2 separate regions of the Pan troglodytes genome follow, and region 1 is linked to region 2. A link is a contact called in public Hi-C data. All regions are on one chromosome and are shown on one strand. Each heading gives the region's core, a stretch centred on a gene start, on an enhancer-like site or on the middle of the called end of the contact. The rest is flanking DNA. Distances are from core to core; before and after follow the strand shown. Region 1 has its middle 50 kb from the start of SCN8A. Region 2 has its middle 16 kb from the start of ANKRD33.

Evidence for each region. A called contact is a pair of places that touch in the nucleus more often than the background predicts.
Region 1: a contact with region 2 is called in a Hi-C map of stem cell-derived neural progenitor cells, with 4 times the contacts expected there. The contact joins two enhancer-like sites. A contact is called at or near these places in 2 of 7 Hi-C or Micro-C datasets (induced pluripotent stem cells and stem cell-derived neural progenitor cells).

What each region holds. Positions count from the first base shown.
Region 1 is chr10:44,328,990-44,336,691 of NHGRI_mPanTro3-v2.0_pri, reverse strand. No RefSeq gene overlaps it. Among named protein-coding and RNA genes, the nearest start is that of SCN8A, 50 kb to the right of the region's middle. Within about 2 kb of position 1,266, at least 3 of the 24 cell types and tissues checked have an H3K27ac peak or open chromatin away from gene starts, as enhancers often do. A contact at or near this core is called in stem cell-derived neural progenitor cells, where this site is marked.
Region 2 is chr10:43,999,190-44,006,665 of NHGRI_mPanTro3-v2.0_pri, reverse strand. No RefSeq gene overlaps it. Among named protein-coding and RNA genes, the nearest start is that of ANKRD33, 16 kb to the right of the region's middle. Within about 2 kb of position 1,440, at least 11 of the 24 cell types and tissues checked have an H3K27ac peak or open chromatin away from gene starts, as enhancers often do. A contact at or near this core is called in stem cell-derived neural progenitor cells, where this site is marked.

The DNA.
Region 1 (7,702 bases), core at 17-2,516, 330 kb before region 2:
CTTGCCGTGAGCCTGATGCTGGAGGTCCAGGAACTGCACTTAGAGACCCACTCCATCAGGCAGGCCTGGGCAAGGAATGAGAAACAGCCCTTGCTCTCGGAGAGCTCCCACTTGAGTGGTAACAGAAGGGAGAGCTGGGTAAAACATAGTGCCTGTCAGAGCATCTCTCTGCCATTAATGCATCCATGGGGAACGTCAATGCCTGAACTGACAATTAGCTGAGGGTGGAGAACTCTGAAGGGATGCATTTTGAGGAGCTGGGGTAGAAGGGATTAGGGGACAGAGGTGAGGACTCCTGCAATAAAAATACAGGTTCCCCAGAGCAAGACCAGAGGTGCTGAGAGACCAGAAATGATCTCTTCTGAAAAGACAAGAGGGCTTGGAATCTTCCTGGGTTTCCCCAGTGGTAGTTCTGTCTGCAAGACAAAGTCTTTGGTCATGGGGAGACTGGATAAATAGAAGGGGCCTTGGAGAGAGTAGCAAAGGCGGTCGGAGCCGCACCCAGCTGTCCTCAGATCCTCTTTCCAGCTGTGTATGTTCACTGTCGATGGCTCATATCAACACCTGTCTTCAGACGACAAAGCACGGGCTCCTGGGGCTAAGTCACCCAGATGCACCAAGAACTGGAAGGGGCTGCCAGTTGACGTCCCCCTGGGGCAGCCGTGGTCAGCCATTGATGGGTGCAGCAGTACAAAGCCCTGTTCCTTTGCCCTGAGGGAGGGCAAACTCTGTGCTGCAAGGCACGCCCCTGGAGCTCCCTCAGGCATCAGGCTGAGGCTGGGACTTCACCCCAAATCAGACACTTGCCTGGCATTTACTCTTTCCCTATTCTACTGTCCCCACTTCTTTATAATATTTTCTTGGGAATATTTCCTTAGTAAACCACTTGAGCATGAATTATTGTCTCATCTGACCTTAGACAGAGAAATACTTTAAGCACCAAAGCAACCCATACCTCGGCTCCCAGTTCCTTAGGGAGAGTGGGGAATAAACTCCCATGGCAACCCAGAAAGGCAGTCCTCTCCCCTTCCCCAGGCTGGACTGCCCAAACCTGCCCGGCCTGACTGCTCTAGAAAGGGCACCTTAGTGTCCATGGAGAGGTGGCACCAGGGCAGGTGGCACCAGGTTTCAGTTACCGCCCCTTCTTAGTAAACCCAGAAAGCCGTCTAGACAGTTCTGGGCACGCAAAGCCCCACTCAAGACTGGGCTGAAGAATCGGACTCTCCTTCCCGTCTTTGCTATGCCTGCCCTCTGCTGGAGGAACTCATGAACAGCAGCTGGTTAGAAGGGAAGGAGTGAGCCAGAAGCACCAGGGCTCCAAACCCCACCCATCCTTTAGGGTCCAACTCAAATGTCGCTTCCTCCAGGTAACCTCCTCTGACTCCCGCAGCTGAAAGCAAGCTCTCTGCTGTAAGCCCCCACGCCCTTCCTCTACGCGTCCCTAATGGTGCCGTCTACCTTCTGTCCTGGTTATGCATTACATGTTACCTCCTCAGCTCATCTGTGAGCTCCCAGGGGAAGAGGATTTTTTTTGTTGCTGGAATTTACTCCCAAAGGATTTTGCACCTCCCTAGAAATATCTCCCACAACTAAGCCCTAAATTCACATCATTAAAGAGAGCCTTTTGAATTCAAGTGTTGTATCTCTAAAAAGGCCCAATTAAAATGTAACTATGAAAAGACATAACCAAGTTGCCTGGACTGTGAGTCATTAAACATTTAGGACATTAGCACATTAATAGAGCTCAGAGTGCCGAGAGCCGAGGTGCTATCAGAAATGTTTTGGGTGCCAAAGAAAGATGAGAAAAGGAAGAAGGGTAAAGAATAAAAGAGGAAAAAGTTGAGCATGAGGAACTTCTGAAGAGAGTTGACTGGATAAAGCTGGGGAGGGGCTGGGGGGTTGGAGGGAGGCAGGAGGGTAATAAAGTCCCATTTACCCTGGGGTAGAGATTCCAGAAGAACAGGTGGGGGACACATATCAATAGGGCCATTTTATCTTGTGGACCCAAAAAGAAGTTACTGGGTCCAAATGCCAAAAAAAAAAAAAAAAGCCCAGTAAAACAAAATTTATAAATGCTTAATTAGATATCAGTAAAACATAACATTGTCAATTTCATTAATTGTTAAATTTAGTATGTATAAATATTTATTCCATTTGAAAAGAATTTTGTGGGTTAGATTTTTTTCACTTCTTAAGAATTCCTGGGTAGAGATGGTGACTCCTGAGTAATCATAACCAATAGTAAATTAAATATTACTCATCGCCAAATAATTTCCAAAGCAAAATTATAAAATTCCTTTCAAACTTAGAGGGCAGGGTCAGGCACGGTGGATAATCCCAGCACACTTTTGGGAGGCCAGGGCGTAGTGGGTCACTTGAGCTCAGGAATTCAAGACCAGCCTGGGCAACATGGTGGGACCTTCTCTACTCAGCCTCCTGAGTAGCTGTAGTCCCATCTACTCAGGAGGCTGAGGTGGGAGGATCGCTTGAGCCCAGGAGGTAGAGGCTGCAGTGAGCCGTGTTGGTGCCACTGCACTCCAGCCTGGGTGACAGAGCAAGACCCTATCTCAAAAAAAAAAAAAAATTACAGGGCAAATTATATTTAACATAGGATATGAGTGTGTTTTAATATATTTGCTATAATAAAACTAGGAGTCTCTGGGGCTTACAAAGTTCTTAAAATGGCCTTTAATATCAAAGATCAATTTCCTCCATCTGCTTCACAACAGTTTCACCCTAGATGATATCAGAGTCCTCGCCTTTCATAAGCAGACAAAGCACCCAGAGACAAACTGCTTTCTTTTCTTCAACACAATTTGAATTTACCTTCTTGTCCACCTGCGTGGGCAAATTAGTTGGTGATTAAATGCTTAGAATAGCTAACTATAAAGTTTTTCTGCTCTCAAGGAACTTTCCAGAGGTAAACAATGTTATCATTTCTTCTGTATATTTTCTGTGCATTTTATGTATTTCCAATCAAAAACTAAATACGTATTCTCTACCTTCTCCTTTTAAACAAACATTAATATTCTGTGTATGTTGCTCACACTGCTATATTCCTCTTTTTTTCTACTTAACAATTGAATCCCCCTTGTAGAGCCCATAATTATTAGGAAATTAACAGTAACTCTCCCTCCACAATGGTCGAAAGGGGGAGTAAAGTACAGCCTTTAAGAGGTAGGAGCAATTTGTATCCAGAAAACACTGAGCTACAGAATGTAGTCAAAGAGAGCCCCTAAGTCATTTTATGCAGAAATAATTTAGACACTGGCAGAGCATGTCAAAGGCAGGGATATGGACTGGGCGAGCTTGTAGAAACCTGATGGCCAAGAGTGACAATTCTTCAGTGCAAGAGAAATGGTGCTGGGGAAAACCAGAGCCTTGTCTTTCTCCTCCCCTCCCTCCTCTTCCTCTTCCTCCTCTCCCACTTTTCTTTCCTCGCTTATTCTTGCTGGAAAAAAAAAAAGGTTGCCAAGAAGGCTGCAGGAATAGCCAAACGCAAGCAAAGAGAGGCTGATTATTCCATAAAAGCTGCACACACACTGGTGGCGGCGGGGGTGGGGGGGGTGGGGGGATGGTGCAGGCAGCAGAGAACAGAGCTGTCATGCAAGCAGCCAGGGAAGCCGGGGCTGTCCATCCTTAGGAGGGAAAAGGAAGGAAGTCCCAGGTTTAGTCAAGTCATGTTTTCTTGACTTGTATTTAGAAACTTGGAGAATTCTACAGTGAAGTGATATTTATTTCGTGGCTGCTGTGCACCAGGCAGTAGGACACAGCAGGGAGCCAAACAGATAACAGTCCTGGTTTCATGTCGCTGACTTTCTAGACAGGGAAAAGCCAGTAAGCGAACACATGGCACATGTATGTGACATAAGAGCAGGCTGTGATCAGTGCCACAAAGACACAGAAAGAGGGTAAGGGGACAGAGAATGATGGGGTTATATGTGAGGTGTGTGCCTTTAGCCAGGGTAGGCAGGGGAGGCCTTTCGGAAGGGGTGGTGTCTGGGCGGAGACACAAATAAGGATTCCATCTCTGGGTAAAGTGGGTCCCAGCACGGAAGCCCTGGGTCTTGGCAGTGTGCGGGGGCTTGGTGGAGATGAGGCCACGTGGGGCAGAGTCCCAGGGAGAGGCTCATCCACAGGTGAGACCAGCACTAAAACAAATGAAACGGAATAGAGTAGAAAAGAAACATCATAGTGCACCGGGAGTAATACAGTGGGGATTGTCTGGGGACATTTCTGTTGCAGATATATACATGTGTATGTAGCAGGTTATAACTGAAAGAGTCTTTTCCAGTCAGAAAAGTGTCAAAGCCCCTGAAACGAAGGTACAGAATCTGGACGCGGATTATCTTCATGCATATATATTAGTATATATACATATATACATATATATAGTAGTAAACTTTTTATTTTGGAATAATTTTAAATTTACAGAACAGTTGTAAAGATAATATAAGGGTTCCTCTATTTCCCCTCACCCTGTTTTCTCTAAAGCTAACATCTTTCAGTGCCCTGCTACATTTGTTAAAACTGAGAAAACAGCATTGGTACATGACTCAATTGAACTCTAGACTTAACTTTTTTTTTTTGAGGAGTCTCGCTCTGTCGCCCAGGCTGGAGTGCAGTGGCACGATCTCGGCTCACTGCAATCTCTGCCTCCCAGGTTCAAGTGATTCTCTTGTCTCAGCCTCCCACGTAGCTGGGACTACAGGCACGTGCCACCATGACCGGCTAAGTTTTGTATTTTTAGCAGAGATGGGGTTTCACCATGTTGGCCATGCCGATCTCGAATTCCTGATCTCAGGTGATCCACCCGCCTCAGCCTCCCAAGGTGCTGGCATTACAGGTGTGAGCCACCACGCCTGGCCTTAATTTGGATTTTGGTAGTTTTTATGGTTTTTAGTACCAGGATCCAATCCAGGGTCCGGCTTTGCATTTAGTCATCATGTCTCCTTAGCCGCCACATCTGGTCTGCGATAATTTCTGTCTTTCCACGTTTTTCATGACCTTGGCAATTTTCAGAAGTATTGGTGAGATATTTTGAAGACTCTCTCAATTTCGGTTTTTCTGGTGTTTTGCTCACTATTAGAATGGGTCTATGGGTTTTTGGGAGGAATACAACAGAGGCGAAGGGCCCTCCTCATCACACCATATCGGAGGGTATGATATTAACATCACTTATCACTGATGAAGTTAACCCGAACTGATTGGTTTAGGCAGCGTTTGCCAAGTGTCTCCACCATAAAGTTACTGTTTTTTTCCTTTCATTACTATATTCTTGGAATGTGAGTAAGTCCAGCCCACACTCAAGGGTGGGGGCAAGAATTAACCTCCACTTCCTAAGATGAATTTATCTACTTATATTATTTGGAATTCTTCCGTAAGGATGATCTGTTTCTTGTGCCCATCTATGCATTGAATCATTAATTTACACCTATATGGACTTATGTATATTCCATACTTTGTGTTGTAATCCAGTACTACACTACTTATTTTGTTCCTCAACATTATCCCAGCGGTGACCACTGGGAGCTCTTTCAAGTTGGTTCCTGTGTCTCTGGAGATCCTTTCATTTTCTAAGCACTTCCTTGCTCTCCGACACTACAAGTCGCTATATATTTATTATATATATTTATTATATTTTAATATAATAGATATTTAAATATATAATATAATATATATTTAAATATATAATATAATATATATTTAAATATATATTATATTATATAAATATTTAAAATATATTTAATAAAATATAATAATTTAATATAATTTATTATAAAAATATTTTAATAAAACAATATATATTTTAATATAATGACTGCCCTGCAGTCATCACTTTGTTGGGATTTTTCCTGGCAAAATTTTTACGTATTTATGCTATTACCTTGGGCATGAGCTGAAGGGGTGAAATGAGGAGGTAGAGACTACTTGTCCCCCAACCTTCTAAAATTGCAGAGTTTTAGCTAGGTATGAGGTCACCCAGGTAAACTTACATTTGCTAGCCTATTTGCAACTAGGTGTGTCTATTAACTTAACTCTCACCAGCAGTGCGTAGATGGATGTGGTGAGCCACTCCCAAGTTTTTGCTCTTAAAAAGACTGAGCATGAAGCTGGGCGCTGTGGCTCATGCCTGTAATCCCAGCACTTTGGGAGACTGAGGCAGGCGGATCACGACGTCAGGAGACCGAGACCAGCCTGGCCAATATGGTGAAACCCCATCCCTACTAAAAATACAAAAATTAGCCAGGTGTGGTGGCATGTGCCTGTAGTCCCAGCTACTCGGGAGGCTGAGGCAGGAGAATCACTTGAACCTGAGAGGCGGAGGTTGCAGTGACCTGAGATGGCACCACTGCAACTCCAGCCTGGGTGACAGAGTGAGACTCCGTCTCAAAACAAACAAACAAAAGAAAAACGACTGAGCATGAGCGAGCTCCCCAGGTGCCGCTCCTCCTCCCTGCTGGCCGACAGATGGTGAAATCCACAGCAGTCCTTTTCTAATCAGCTGCAGCAGCATAGACCTGCACCCCTTGTTGGGCAGTGCTTCCCGGCAGCTGAACTGAGGGAGTCCCACAATCTGTTCTCTGTCCCTAGGAGTCTTGACAACGCCGCACAGACAGGACAAACAGGCAGACAAGGCAATCAGAGAGTGGACATCACCATCAAGACAGCCCACACTTGGGTGGCCAGCTAAAAGCAGGTCTAGGGAAACTGTGCTTAGGGAGAGATAAGCGGCCTGGGCACCAGTAGGCTCTGAGCCCTCCAGCCACAGCCCACCTTGCCACTCTCTCCAGAGGTGGCTGGGCAGAGGTGGTGAGGCTCAGAAGCTTGGCTCAGGCAGCCAGATCGAGGTCTGAGACCCAGCTCCTCACTGTCAGTGGACGGTAAGTTGCCTTGGTTAGTTGCCAAAGGGGGACAGGATTCCGATTTCACTTTTCTTCCACCTCTTCGCTACTCCCTTTTAAATATGACCAACGCTAAATGATCAGAAACTGTGAAATGTTTGAGGAATAAAAAGAACTCAATGATATTCGGAATCCCTGGGTAAGGATCAAGGGAAACTAACGTTCATTGAGTTTCTACTATATGCCAACAGTGTGTCACACAGACTATGATTTTATCTCTATATTTTATCTCTCACTGTTAAGTGGGAGAAGGTGGTCAGAGAGATTAGGTAACTTTCCCAAGTTGCACAGCAGACAATTGGCAGAACTGGGATTAGACTCAAGGCCGCCTGTCCCCAGCTCCTGCTCTTACCTTGTCATCGCTGGACCTCCCTGGATGCGCAGGGGCCTGCTGTACATTTAGTATTTGTTACTTGGCTCTGTTCTTTCTGGAAGAGTTATTTGTTGGAACTCAGCTTAGGAGGCCCATCATTCAGTCGCCTTGGCTCCCTTTTCTTCTGGGCAGTTGTGGTGGACACTGCTCTTCTCTGATACTGAAACTTCGTGGGTGTCATGCGTTCCATCCTGCAGCCCTGGGTTCGTCTGGGTCATCCCCTATCATCCCTGATGGAAGAGCTATCAGCAGGGTCCCTGAACAGAAGCCACAGAGTCACTGCCTGGTGGTGTGGAACAAATTCAGGGGCTTCTATGAAAACAGGTGGAATGCTTGTGTTTTTTCTCTTGCCCAGTGATGGCTGCTAACATCATCTGAATGGCCTGGTGCTTGATGCATGAGCTTCTGAGTTAGACAGCCTGGG
Region 2 (7,476 bases), core at 191-2,690:
TCAGGCCTCAAATAATCCTCCCTGGGGCCGAGCCTCCCGGCCCTGGTGAACTTTTATTTTATTCCTCCCTCCAACCCCAGCCCAGAAGCCACTGACTCTGGGGCATCCTCCTGACCCCTGCAGAAGTCAGTTACCCTCAGGTTGTCCAATGGTCCCTGTGATTCCAGAATTCTCACAATGTATCCCCTCCCTATAGTGACAGCCCCTCCAGGGTTTTGAGGAGGCCTGCTCTCGGCACCCCAAGGCTCACTGTGCTGAGGAGTCAGGCCATCGGACTGGTGGCAGTGACGATTAGGGGAAGGAGGCATAGTTCAGTCCTGCAGGAGCTGGCCTCTGAGACAAACACTGGTTTGTCGGAGTCAGCAAGGCTACAAGAGAGGGAGGCAGCAGGCACCTTCTGTGCCACAAGGTGAGGTTTTCTGGGTCCTGGGCAGCACGGCTGTCTGTGTCACCAGCGGACCGGGGTGAGTGGCTTCCTGTACCAGGGCAGTCAGGTGCTCTCTGCTACCCTGTGAGTATTCTAGTGAGCAGAAATCCAGAAGAAAAAAAGAGGAGCAAAACATCAGAACTCAGGGTGCTAGGCAAAAGTGTTCTTATGAGAAAAAAGCGACAGATTATTTGAGACTCTGATAGCCTGGGGGTGATCCATAAACATTCCCGAACTCCTCCAATGCCCCCCAGCACTGTCATCAGACATCTTCACCCTCTGAAGCCCATGCTGCTGGAGACCCCAGGAAATGGCCTTGATACCAACCTCCCATCCCCAGCCCACACTCCCTCTTCCAGGCCTAACCATTCTCCCACCCGCAGGTGTTGCTTCCCAGACTGTGGAATCAAATCCTCTGGATGCACCCAAGAAGCAGGTACTGGGTCCCCATTTAACAGATGAGGACACGGCTCTGAGCGCTGCCCGAGGTTCCCCAGCCGACGATAACTCCAGCCCGCCGGGCCCGAAGAGCAGAGTCCTGCCTCCTCCCCACCGGCTTCAGCCTCGGGCCTCGGCTCTGCTCCTCCCTCCTACACACACCCCGGACGCGTCTGTCCAGGTCCGAAATCCAGATCCACACGTCCGTATCCCGAGGCGGGCGTGAACTATCCACCCGTGTGCACGCCAGCCGAGCGAGTGGCCGAGGGACACCCCCGTGCTTCCCAAGGCCTGGCTCCACGAGGAGCAGAACCCCAGCGGTGGGATTCTGTCGCGCAATGCTGTGTGGCTCCGACTAGGGCCCGCCCTCCAGCAAAGAGATGCTGGTGGGTGCTCTCGGTTCACCCCCGCACTCGCCCCAGGGGGACTCGCGGGCCACCTGGAGCTCCCGCCCCTCGGTGGCCAGGGCTGCGCGTGAAAGAGGGACGTTCGGACGCGGGGGCGCGGGGCCAGCGCGCGAGCCTCGGAGCCTCCCCCAGGCTGTGGGGGAAGAGGAGGGAGGAGGGAGCAGATGGCAGCAATTACCGCTCGGACCCTCCCCCGCCGTAGCCTGGGGCCGGAAGATCGGCTCGGCAGCTCGCTCCTGCGGGAGGGGCGGCGGCCTCCCCGGCCGGGAACCGGCGGGGAGGGGGTCCGGGAGGGGCGGCTCTGGCCGCCGGGGCGCGGGCATCCCAGCTTCTAGGGGAGAGTGATGTGAGGGCCCGGTGGAGACACCTCCTTCTCCCGGGACGAGGGCTGAGAGATTCCCTTTGGAAAGGCCGAGTCTCCGGCCGCCCCCACCCCCAGAGTTGTTTCAGGCCAGGGCCGGCCGCAACCAGCTCCGGGCCTTTAGGTTCTCAAAGTTCCGAAGATTTTCAGGTCGAGCCAGTGGCCCAGGCTAGGGAGAGGGGAGCTGTACGGTTGTGCAGGTTGTGACCTATACAAGGTGGGAGGCGTGGTTGTGGGTGAGTGGGATTCCAAGCTCGGCCTTGGCAGGTGCTGACTCGTTCTGAAGGAGGGCAGGGGGCACCGTTTCTCACAAAGGTCTCGGATAAGCCAGCCTGGCCTGCCCTTGATTTAGGGCTGCTGAGGGTAGACACAGTGGGAGAGCAAATGGCTAGGGTTGGCCCCTGTGGGTCAGGGCCAGGGCCAAAGAGGACAGGGGGACTCTCCTGGCCCAGAGTAGAAACAACGGGATCATCTGGGCTCCCTGGGCCTTTCTTTCTTCTTGAATTCCTCTCCCACCCTCACCCTGAATCTTGTTCCTCTGTCTCTAACATAGTTCCTAAAACAGCCCCTGCCCCTGCCCCCACTCAACTGCCCAAGCTCCTGTTACTTCCCTGCACAATCGAAAAGACTCCTGTCTGCTCTCCCAGGGTCCCCAACAATCAGTTCACACTGCAGGCAAAGAGACCTTTAAAAATACAAATCAGGAAAACACCAGGGCATGTGATTCCTCGCTTAACAGCCACCCACAGCTTCCCTGCAAAGGAAGCCCAAACCTTTTCCCCCAGCCCCTACCTACACAGACAGACCTCTCTTCCTATCCTTCTCCCCACTGCCCAGACACTGCTTACACTGGCTGCCTTTGTGTTCATTGAACTTGATAAGCTTTCCCCCACCTCTGGCCTTGGCTTTGCTGGTGCTTTTCCTGGATCGCTCTGCCCAGATCCTTCCCAGGAACGTCACCTTCCCATCATCCCTGACCACAATAATAAAGCAGCCCCATCTGCCTGATCCAGTCTGTCACTTAACCTTATATATTTCTTCCACTGGACTCACCACATTCTGTAATTATCTTTCTTATTCACTTGGTTTGTGGTCTGTTTCACTTACCAGAATGTCAGCTTCATGAACGCGGGGACCTTGTCTTTCTTGTTCTCTAGCACAATGCCTGGTGCAAACCAAGAAGCACTCAATACATGCTCCATACATTCCAGGAAAGGAGTCCCTGGGACCAAACTGGATGCTAGTTCATCTGGTCACCTCCGAGAGGGCTTCTCTCTGGGTGGGGCCAGCTACAAACACCTGTACTCACCTGGTACCCACCTAGATGCTTTGCACACATGGGCAGACCCATGGCTTACTATAACAATAATCTTGGCTGACAGCTAATCAGCTGACTGTGCCAGACATCATTCTAAGTCCTTTACATAGTTTAATTTAATTCATTCCATCCTCCTGTGAAGTAGACACTAATAGCCTCAGTTTACAAGCAGATATACCACACACACAGATACACACCACAACACACAGGCAGCATAAGCATTGAATTCATTATTACTATCCAACAGATAGATGAGTGGGGTAAAGAAATCAGGGTGAGCCTGGGACATTTAATAACTACTGCAGGAAGATGGGAAGAACACCAGGGAAAGCTCAGCATGGGGGTCAGGCACAGGGCCAGCTGGGCAAGTGGTAGAAGAGGAAGTTGAGCCTCAGCCCACGCCCATATTCTGGGTCCCCACAGCACTTGGAGTGGTGCGGAGGGTGGTTCCTGGTTCAGTTCTGCTACCCACCAGAGGGGTGATCTTGCCCACCAGAGGGCAACCGTTTACCCTCTTGAGACCACAGTAGCAAAATGGTGGGGGAGGCGTACATAATACCTGTCTCCCAGGGACCCCACCAGGATCAAACTCCAAAATGCTCATGAAAGCCGTGTAGGGCTTGCTGATGAAAGAGTGCAGGTTGCCAGCCGGGAAAACTGGGGCTGGAGCTATGCTTTGGCTCTTCTGGAACCATAGCTCACTGCTGTATGACCCTCCAGAGTGGGGGGCTGGTGGAGGGGCTGGGTCTCACCAACCATTGCCCCCTCTGTACCTGGCCTGGTGCTCATCTAGAACTCCATAGGTATTTGTGGAGTGAATGCCTGAGTGAGGGAAGGACCAGGGCATAGGTAAGAGGAGGAGAATGAATACATGAGTGAGAGGCAGAGTGAATGAAGCAGGGACTGGAGACGCCCTCTGCCTCTGAGCCTCAGTTTCTTCATCTGTGAAAGCCAGTGGTGGGGCTTGGCCCACTTCTGTCTCTGGGCTCCAGTGTGAATCAGACAAGATGGGGCCACTCCATGGAAGCCCCTCCTTGCTATCTATGCAGGGCCCCCAGGGTGGACGGGGGAAGCTGAAGTGACCAGTGTTCCCCTCCCCCCATCCCTGTCCCCCCGGAATTTATAGATTCCTCATTGTCCTGCACAAAGGCCTTCTTGAGGAGGGGGCGGGGTGATGGAGGAGACGGGAGAATTAGAAAGGCAGAAGCTGAGCAACAGCCAGCCACACCCAAGGCCCCATAAATCTGCCCAGGCCCCTGTAAGATGGACTCGCTTTGCCGCACTTGAAGCGGCTTGCAGGGCTCCTGCTGCTGGGATCAGCTCACCTTCCTCACAGCTCTGGATCCTCAGCAAGATGGGGGGTGGAGGTGCGGGGGGCATGAAGACAAGACCTGGTGGTCAGGGAGGGGTGACTCACCTTGCTTTATACCTCTGACCTCAGAAAGTCCTTAATCTTGTTCCTGTGCTGCCCCCTGTAATTCTAGTCCACAGCTGTTGGTTCTGAGCTGAAAAATGAGCTTTCTGTGGGTACTCTGAGTCTTTTTGTGGGAGGGGGCCTGAAGGCTCAGACTCTAAGAAAATGGCCTCCTCCCCCACGCTGGCCTCTGGGTAGTGGGTGGGAGGCTGAGGGTGGAATTGACAGATGGTACGGTGTTAACAGATGACGGGAAACAAAATTACTCAGCTGCCATGTCTCTCCATCTTCCCCATGGAAGGAGATGGCCTTCGGACTGGAAACAGACAATGACCTCAATCAGGAGGCTGTCAGAGGACAGGGAAAGAGAGAAGCGACGGGGTATTAGGGCACCATGAACAGGTGTACAAAAGACCTGACTCAGAATCCCATCCCTGCCACACACCAGCTGGGTGATCTTCAGCAGATCTCACAGAGTCTCTGTTTTCTCATCTGTAAGATGGATCAATGAAAAACCCTGCCTTATCTTCCTCACTGGCTTTTATGAAGATTATATGGATTCTGTGTTTGAAAGATGGGCTTTAAAGACTTGCGAAGGTGTAAAGATGTAAGAGGTTATCTACTGGAAACTCTAAGTGCCGGCCCACTAATTGTTGACGGAATCATTTTAAAAACTTTTTTTTTTCCTTACAACGAAACAGAATAGAGTAGAAAACATCACAGTGCTTTACAGTTTTAGGAAACGCTGCTTGTAGTTACATGTGCATTCATGTGTCCTGGGTCCAGAAGTAAATGTATTTACTGTGGATGACGGTCAAAAAAGTGAAATACTCAGAGTAGAGAATATTCTTCAGTGATATCTCCAGAAGGGAATGGTGGATGAATGGAAACTGACAACATGAAATATATCAGGCTAAACATAAATGTAAAAATTTTTGTAAACAAAAATGTACACTGGCTCTGAGCAGCTCAGTGTAACTGCGGTTGGTGGTGATGGGTGGAAGGGCTTACGTAGGACTTAACTGACTGCCCTTTTGGTGGGCAATGAAGCTCTCTCTGCTGTGTAAGACACCTTGAACCTGATTCCTGAGAATGCTGTCCCTGAACGCCCACTAGGCAATGACCGTGGCTCCCTCACCGTGGCCCTGAGCTGTGCCAGAGGGAATGGGTTATTTAGCGAGAACCTTGAACTCATGTGCCCAGGCCTCCCCTCCAGTCCACTAGGAGTGCAGAAGGATTTGCAACAGGTATGCTGTAGTGGTGGTCAGGACACCCCTGCCTGAACTTCACCCATGACCCTTGTCCTCACCCCCACCCAAGGGTCATAGTCCAGTGAGGGTGAGCTGGTCAGAGTGGACCCTAAATCAATCCCAGACCTTCCTGGCTGGCTCTGAGTTACGAGCTGTGGGCTTTGTGATGCAGATCATGATTGGGGAGTAGGGGGCATGACCTATGGCAGGTCACACAGGACCCCTAGAAAGGGCCAGAGCTGGGGTCAGAGGCCACCTCCTCCATTCTCTGCCCTGCTCTGCTGGGTCCCATCCTGCATCTATCTAGTCCTTCAGCTGGGCTGGGCCATTTCCCCACTGACTGCCGGCTCCAGCTGTAACTGCCACCAAGCCTGGAGGCTGGGAGGAGAGGGGCTTCTGCTGGAAAAAGATCCCAGAAGAAAAGAAAGGGATGAGATGACACAGTATTTGGTTCCCAAACCAGACTCAAAAGTTTCCTGAGTTCCTTCTCTGTAGATTTGCCCCTGCACCGCCCCCCCGCCCCCCGCCCCACCACCTTCTCTTCTGATTGAATTCCACAAGTCAAGACTCTGGGCAAAAATCCAGCCCAAAGGATTAGATGGCTGGAGATTACGCACGGCAGTCAGAGAGCAAGTTAGGGAGCAAGCAGTGTATGTTATCAGGGCTTAAGAGAGAGCATCAGAGGGAGAGAGAGATGGAAAGAGCCAGATGGCGAGATGAGAAAGATCAAGCTGAAGAAAAGGGGATGACAGGCAGACAGAAAGAGGAGTACCAGCAGAAGACACTGAAGAGAGTGATTGAGAAATAGGAGCGGCAGGCAAAGGAACATCCTTGTGAACTCCTGTCAGACCCCAGCGGCTGAGAGGTCCAAAGGAGGTTAATCCATAAAGGGCCTTTGCTTTTAATCCTTAAGACCACCAGCCTGAGACTGCAGAAGGCCCTGGCTGAAGTGTACCTGTGTCATCCAGGAGCTATCCATTATTTTACACATTAACCAACAACTCCACGCCCCACTACCACAGTCATTTCTATCAACAAAGGCATACACAGAGAGGGTCAAGACCAGGCCTGGGGAACTTGGCAGGGGCTGGGAAGGGATCCCTATTGAGTCCTCTTGAGGAGGGAGGCCTGGACAGGGCACTTCAAGACAGGGCATCAATGCAGGTAGAAGGTAGAAGAATCTTCACACTTGGCCATGTGCTGTGGCTCACACCTGTAATCACAGCACTTTGGGAGGCTGAGATGGGCGGATCACCCGAGGTCAGGAGTTCAAGACCAGCCTAGCCAACATGGTAAAACCGCGGCTCTACTAAAAATACAAAAATTAGCCAGGTTTGGTGGCACATGCCTATAGTCCCAGCTGCTCGGGAGGCTGAGACAGAAGAATCGCTTGAACCTTGGAGGCAGAGGTTGCAGTGAGCCAAGATGGCATCACTGCACTCCAGCCTGGGCTACAAGAATGAAACTCTGTCTCAAAAAAAGAAAAAAAAATACAAAAGTAAGCCGGGTGTGGTGGCTCACATCTGTAATCCCGGGTACTCAGGTGGCTGAGGCAGGAAAATTGCTTGAACCTCGGAGGCAGAGGTTGCAGTGAGCCGAGATCGCGCCACTGCACTGCAGCCTGGGCAACGGAGCAAGACTCCTGAAAAAAAAAAAAAAATCCTCACACTTGGGGTACCCATCCAGGTTGGCTAAAGCTGATCTACAGAAATAACTACAGAAATAACTCCCTTTCCTTTGAGCCAGAAACGGAACCCCACAACCCTCCTGTGCATCTGCCCTGCCAAGACCCAGACACTGCACCTGACCCTAGAACCCTCAGCTATAGCCTCAAGCCCTGTGGGGTGGGGATGCTCTTCCA